Linked DNA regions of Mus musculus: region 2 is linked to region 1. The links are chromatin contacts, called in public Hi-C maps. All regions are on one chromosome and are shown on one strand. Each heading gives the region's core, a stretch centred on a gene start, on an enhancer-like site or on the middle of the called end of the contact. The rest is flanking DNA. Distances are from core to core; before and after follow the strand shown. Region 1 has its middle 180 kb from the start of Fmr1os. Region 2 holds the start of Fmr1 (FMRP translational regulator 1).

What was found. Hi-C and Micro-C count contacts between places; a contact is called where the count stands out from the background.
Region 2: a Hi-C map of adipose-derived mesenchymal stem cells shows a contact between it and region 1, with 2.5 times the contacts expected there. The contact joins the promoter of Fmr1 here to the enhancer-like site in region 1. A contact is called at or near these places in 1 of 39 promoter capture datasets (the 3T3-L1 cell line), 3 of 484 Hi-C or Micro-C datasets (adipose-derived mesenchymal stem cells, cerebellum and embryonic stem cells) and 1 of 9 other capture datasets (pancreatic islet).

What each region holds. Positions count from the first base shown.
Region 1 is chrX:68,493,747-68,497,197 of GRCm38.p6, forward strand. No RefSeq gene overlaps it. Among named protein-coding and RNA genes, the nearest start is that of Fmr1os, 180 kb to the right of the region's middle. Within about 2 kb of position 1,610, at least 75 of the 459 cell types and tissues checked have an H3K27ac peak or open chromatin away from gene starts, as enhancers often do. A contact at or near this core is called in adipose-derived mesenchymal stem cells, where this site is marked.
Region 2 is chrX:68,676,609-68,680,059 of GRCm38.p6, forward strand. Fmr1 (FMRP translational regulator 1) reads left to right here and starts at 1,933. Exons shown (of 17, transcript NM_008031.3): 1 at 1,933-2,259. The coding sequence starts at 2,209. It overlaps Fmr1os (FMRP translational regulator 1, opposite strand), which reads right to left and starts at 1,791. Exons shown (of 4, transcript NR_033481.1): 1 at 1,572-1,791; 2 at 406-517.

The DNA of each region.
Region 1 (3,451 bases), core at 360-2,859:
TTACACCTATGAAAACCTAAAATGATAAAGATATTTTAGCTGACAAATATATGTATATATATATATATATATGTTGCCCCAAGGAACTCTAGTAGAAAAATGTTGGCCTCATATTCAGGCAGGAGGAATCTGGGTGCAAGCTACCAAGCAGAATATGAATATGTGGTTTCTGAGTGAGAATGTGATAGCAGAGCATAAAACAAAGTGAATTGGAGTAAGGGGATTAGAGCAAGGGGGCTGCTAACCCTTCACAGCTTCTCCTAAATCACCGAAAGGATCAGGCAATAAGTTAAGAATCACATCATTTAAAATTCTGGTGCTCTGTGGTAAAAAGATGCAAGCACAATATCTAACATGTAGGCTTTGTTATTCAGCACTTGGAGAGCCTGGAGAGAATGCTCCAGACACCAGAGTACTACATACATGGGGAAGTTGCCAGTCCAAGGACCTGAATAGAAAAACAGCATTATAAAGACCTTAGGGAAATACTTCTCATTCCCTAAAGACAAACCAAGAAGAGAGATCAATATAGACAATGATTTATTGTTAGGCATGATGACATATGCCTGTAATTCAACACTCGGGGATCTGCCACAGAACGATTGCACATTTCAGGTAAACTTGGGCTTACACAGAGAGGCCCTGTCTTAACAACAAACAACAAAATAACAACAGTTTCACTGCTTTACTGAGAAGGGGACCCTGAATTTCTTAGCATCTCATTCATAGATTACAAGACAAATATCTTTAAACAGAGAAGGGCAGAGAGGCACAGACAAAGTGTTTAGGCAGTACACAACTTTCTATGGCTTTGATATCCTGGTTGATGGTGGAGAACAACTGCTAAGCTAACCACCATAGTCTAGCTGTTCTCAAATTGTGGGTCACAACCCCCTGGAGGACAAGGAAAGCTTTCACAGGGATCACATATCAGATATTTACATTATGATTCATAACAGTAGCAAAATTACAATTATGGAGTATCAATGAAATAATTTTATGGTCAGGGGTCATGACAACATGAGGAATTGTATTAAAGTATCACAGTATTAGGACAGTTGAGAGCCTCTGTCACAGTCACTAAATGATTTCTCAGCTTCAGGTGTTTCTTTTTGTCATAATTTCCTTTGGTTACCATGTAGTCTAAGGACTATAGATTACATTCAACACTCCAGGGATGCATTCCTAACAATTTAATTAAAATTCAAGACACGGTTCCTCACTTACACAGCAACATTTATCCTATTCAACAGTTGCATGTGGTTAATGACTTGCTGGGTAGTACAGACACAGCACATTTCTTTCACTGTCAACTACGCCAGAATTTGGACTCTAATACTTCCTAATATTGTGTTTGGAGGCAAGTTATTTTAGCTCCACAATCCTGTCTCCTTATCTGTGACGGGAAATGCTAAGAGAATGTACTTCACAGATAAGGCTGAGTAGTGTCATGTGGAGAGCATGCTCAGCTGAATACCTGGCACATGGTGGAAATGATAGTCATCTCTCCAAATAAACAAAAATCCTTGGAAGGGTATAGCCGGCACGCTGCCTCCCTGGCAAACTCCCCACAGTTTTGCATGGGGAAATACTTGGCCAATGACTATGACTCACCCTGCTAGCCAAACAGTTGACTAAGAAGTGCAGTTGCCCTGTTTTACATCATGCACAAGGAGAGCTGAATGCCTTCAATTCATAACCTCTCCCAGAGAAAGAAACCTGGAGTCTGCTGACAAACTTTGAGAAGTGTCAGGTTATTTTAATTTCATAAGGATGAGCATTGACAACATGAGCAAGGCAACAAAACAGACAGGTTTAAGGTAAGTTTGGGGATTTTTAAGTAACAGATAAATTACCTCAGATAAAAACTGGCCAAGGGAAGAGGTGACCTCATGGGATTGATGAGCTGGGAAGCATTTGTATTCAGACAATGATATTTTCCCAAATGTTTTTAATTAGCACAATCCTAGTTACATTTACAAGAGAAAGCCTGAAGCAGACTTTTGAGCTGCCATGAATTATTATTGGCAGTCGTAGCAGCATCGACTGGGTCTGGAGTCGATCACCTGCGATTGGCCACGTTATTTTATATCAGGCCCTGATATTCTTCCATCCTCTGTCCCCTCTGACTGTCTTTCTAACTGGCTCTCACCCATGACCTGGCCCTGTACTTGAGATCACAGCACTGCCTGTCTGCTTGACCCACATCTCCAGCCATGGTCCCAGCACTCTTGCTGTTCTTTCCTGCTGTGTAACTTCCTTTCTGCAACTCCTTCCAAGAGGCTTTTGGCCCTCATTTCTCCACTGAGACTGAGGTAAGCATGGCCAAGTGCAGTTGCATTTCCTGATTTTCATTTTCTTCAGCTCTTCATCAGTTTTTAGCACAGTTGATGACACCCTCCTCAAAATTTACTTTTTGGCCCCTTGGTATTGCAAACTTTATATGCCCCAGTACAGGGGAACGCCAGGGCCAAGAAGTGGGAGCGAATGGTTTGAGGAGCAGGGTGGGGAGAGGGTATAGGGGACCTTTGGGATAGCATTTGAAATATAAATGAAGAAAATACCTAATTTTAAAAATGTGGGAAAATATTTACTTTTTTTCTTGAGACTGCCTCAGCTCTAGCTCCTGGTTTTCTGCTCACTCCCTGGGCCTCTCTATTTTCATCAGCATTCTTTGCATATCAGCCAGCAAACACATTCACAGTTAGTTCGACTTGTTACTCTTCTACCTGAAGACAGCAAAAATATTTTTTCTGTGTTTATCATGAAAAGCTATTTCCCAACATAGTCCAGCAGGATCTGTGATCTGACCATAATTCCCTTAGACGACTGTGTACCCTACAATGTCCTTCAGCTGCCCTCCCTGTCTGCTTTTTTTTTCTTCCACATATGCCAAGTGCATTCTCATCTCACAAACACAGCCCCCTTTACTGTCTACCTGGACTCATCCTTCTGCTTCTCTTCACATGGCAGGTGATATCAAGAGGGCAAACCTAATGAATGCCCTTTCTACTGAAAGACAAAAATCTGACCTGATCTGGAAGTAAGCTTTTTATAGCCTTTATCCAATTTGATGTTGAAGTCCATATATTTTGGTAGTGAAATGTTAACGTGTTTGACTAGCCTACATCATCTCAATCCTTGTTAAGGATGTTGCATAATATAAAATATAATCTTTCTACCATTCTAGGAAAGTATGGAATTGTTACTCATAGCGAAACTCAAGAGGTTAACGTTAGGTGTCACAGGTTTGCTTCCTTACTTCACGTATGAGAAGCTCAAGTTTCTGAAAAGGGAAATAAATTTCCCAGGTGGCATAGCTTTGATGCAAATTCACAGCTCCTGTTCTTTTTATCAATGCTATTCCACTTTTCTTTGTAAGATACTAGCACATTATCTATGAAATCCTGCAAGAGAAAGTCTTTGGCAATGATTTTTCTCACAGAACAGC
Region 2 (3,451 bases), core at 683-3,182, 180 kb after region 1:
ACAGTGTCATGACATCATGAAACTATGTCTTAGGACAGTAACCTTTGCGAATTACTGATATGTTTGAAAGCCCTGAGAAAACTACATATCTTACACTTGGAAGATAGAATCTTCTCAATCAATATGTCCCCTTTTATATCACTGGAGTTAAAGCTAATGTTATGCCCCATCTGGTCTATGGTGAGATTTGTATTCAACCCTACAGGATTCTTAATATATTGTGGCTACTCCAAAGATCCTAGTTCAATGGGTCATTTCTGTTTACCATAGCCTCAAGGAATGTGGCCCTTGATCCACTGCTTTAAAGCTGGAGTTGCAACAACATTAATATTGTTCCGGCTGAGGCAGGCTGGGAACTGGAAGCCTCACATCCTAGCCCTCTACCATCTGCTTAGGACAACTCACCCTTGCTCTTTCAAGTGCACACTTCCAAATAAGTCTTTCTTGTCACATTCCAGTTGGAATCATCTTGCTTCCGGGCTCACTTATCTCACACCACAGACAGGCTCATTTCCAACTGTAAAAGATATAACCACACTTTATAGACCACATCACAGTTGTGACTCCATATTTATATCTTCTTCATGCGTGTATGTGTGTGTAGCATCCATGTGTGTGAGTATGGCCACACATATGCCACAAAACATGTGTGGGGGTCACAGTACAACTTCTAATGCAGTCCTTGCCTTCTACCCAGAGTCTCTCTTTTTGTTGTTCGAAACTAGATAAGGCACACTGACCTGTGAACTTCTGGGGAATCAACTTTGTGGGAGTGCTTATTTAGGCACTTAGGCCCAGCTTTCTATAGATTCTAGGAATTAGAAAATTCAGGATTTCATGCTCGCATAGCAAATGTTTTACCCCCTTGAGCCACCTCTCCAGCTCCACACTTACGGTTTTGAGAAGTTGAATTTTGCACATCTACTCCTGTAGGTTCCAATTTCAATAGTGACAGTCTTTTTGTTGCTACCTCACCAAGGACTCACTAGTACTTAGGACAGTGCTTGGCACATGGTAGGCATTCAATGAACTTCTCAGTTGGATGCAAGCCTTCTGGATTAAAGGAGCATGGGTCAGGCTGGATATAAGCCCAATACAGAGGCCAAAGGGGTGGGGAGGTGATTTTGGTTCTGCTGTAGAAGGCAAAGGCAGAGAGCTGCATGGAAAGGACCCAATGATGCACATAGACAGATCCCATGACTGCTTTACTGATGCCCTCCCTCTGGTACAGGGGGCATGTAGAAGAGGCAGAAGTCGAGTAAAAAGGAATTAACAAGTGTTCAACTCTCTCTGTCAGCTCTTTTTATTACGAATTCCAAGTAAAACTATGAACGGAAAGTGTGAGGGGGACTGTCTGAGAAAGGGATAACATTTCCTGAAGTTCTGGCACACCCTATTGGCCCTTAAAAAGTACTCAAAGTTCCCACAATACTTCCCCAAATCACTAGGTAGTAGAGCGATTTATTTTGCATCCTAGCCATAAGAGTCCCAGAAGTCAGGGTCAATGTAGTTATCACTGTTCCTAGATCAAAGTGTTCTCCAATGGAATTTATCACTTTTTTTTTACTTCCCTCCCGCCGCGACTTGCAGTTCAAACAGGTCCCACGCCAGTGCCGTGAAAAATCTACCCAATGCCCCTCCACTTCTGGTCGGGCCCCATTTTCGACAACTGGAGGCCTTTTCCCATGTCCTCGCTTCCTCCTGTACGGAAGAGGCCTCTAGTCCCCGCGGCGGGCACAGGCAGCCAGACTTAGTACTGCCCTTTACGCTTTCCCGCCTTTCACCAAGTGCGCGCGCCAAAGGGTGCGCCCTGATACCCTGAGGCAGGTACCCAGGAGGGCGCATGCGCGTGCTCCACTGCCCGAGAGGAGGCAAGGGCGGAGCGGAGAGGGCGGGGCCAAAGGGGAGGGGCTGCGCGGGTCACGTGACATCGTTTGACTGTTTACAGGAGGCGCAGCGGAGCCCTTGGCCTCAGTCAGTCAGGCGCTGGGGAGCGTTTCGGTTTCACTTCCGGTGAGGGGCCGCGCCTGAGAGGGCGGGCAGTGAAGCAAACGGACGGCGAGCGCGGGCGGTGGCAGTGACGGCGGCGCCGCTGCCGGGGGGCGTGCGGTAACGCGGCGGCGGCGGCGGCGGCGACGGCGGCTGGGCCTCAAGCGCCTGCAGCCCACCTCCCGGAGGCGGGCTCCCGGCGCGAGGACGGACGAGAAGATGGAGGAGCTGGTGGTGGAAGTGCGGGGCTCCAATGGCGCTTTCTACAAGGTAACCGGCTACCGGACAGGCCCGGTCCTCGGCCTCCCTCCCTCCCTCGTGTCCAGGGTGGCGGGCGGGCCCCTCGGGCGCGGCGGGAGCGGCGGGCTGTGGGATGTGAGGGAGCGGCGGAGTCGGGGCCTAGAGCCCGCCTCAGCGTTCCGACTCCCGCCTGAGGCCCCGGCGCCTGGCGGAACGCGCGGGTTGCCGAGGGCGGTTGAGCGGCCGAGTTTGTCAGCGAAGCGGGAATGCGAGGACAGGGGATCCGATCGGCCATGGGGCCGGTGCCGCGGGAAGTGGCGGCAGCGGCTTAGTCCAGCTTTCCCAAATAATCCTCTCCCAGTGGGTTCGGGGCCTGACACGCGGGGAGCCGTGCGGGAACCGGGGGCGCTTCAGCCCGGCCGCCGCCAGCCCTGCTGGACGAACGGCCGTTACGAGGCTTGGGCGGCCGTTAGGAGGTTTGGGCTCCGCGTTCGGCCCACAGTCCAGACTTTGGAGAGCTCCCCGGTTCTGGGCGAGGGGTGTGCAGGGAGTAGTAAGAAGCGGGCGGCAGCTCGGAATCACAATGGCAACTGCTCTTGAGTGGCCTCTTTGTGAATTTCCAAGGAGGGTTTTAGATCTAAAAGTTTCGGAAAGACCATGACATCTGAGAGAGCGGTTTCAAACGCTAGCCAGAGCCGGTATATCCACGGCCTCCGAGGCTCTTTCTAACTGGGAGCAATTCAGGGATAAGCATGTCGCGGCTTCTAAAAATATTACCAAGTCTGCTTATTTTAAATTTCCCTTTGTGTTTAAGTTCTCGAGGACCCGAATTTGTGCCACAGAACTTCAGGAAATTAACGGGGACTGTACGATTGCTACTGAATTTTTACCAGGACGGTTTGGAATGTTTGTTCTGTGCGCTGAAGTGCATAAACTTGAGTATATTCGCTTTGAGTTTTGCGGTGTTACAGTGAGCTATATTTGAGGTTTTAAATGGGCATTCATGGAACTACTGAGAGTTTTTTTATACCATTGAATATCAAGTAACATCGTATATTTTTCAAGGAACTTTAAACTTAAGTATTGTGTGATTTTTTTTTGATACTGCATAAATGTAGATCTAGCAATATTATAAATTCTCCTTTTGTGAATGTTTATAAGCTCTCTAAGGCCCCACCTCACTAGAATATTTTAGTAACAGAAGGTGCACGTGGAAGGAAGC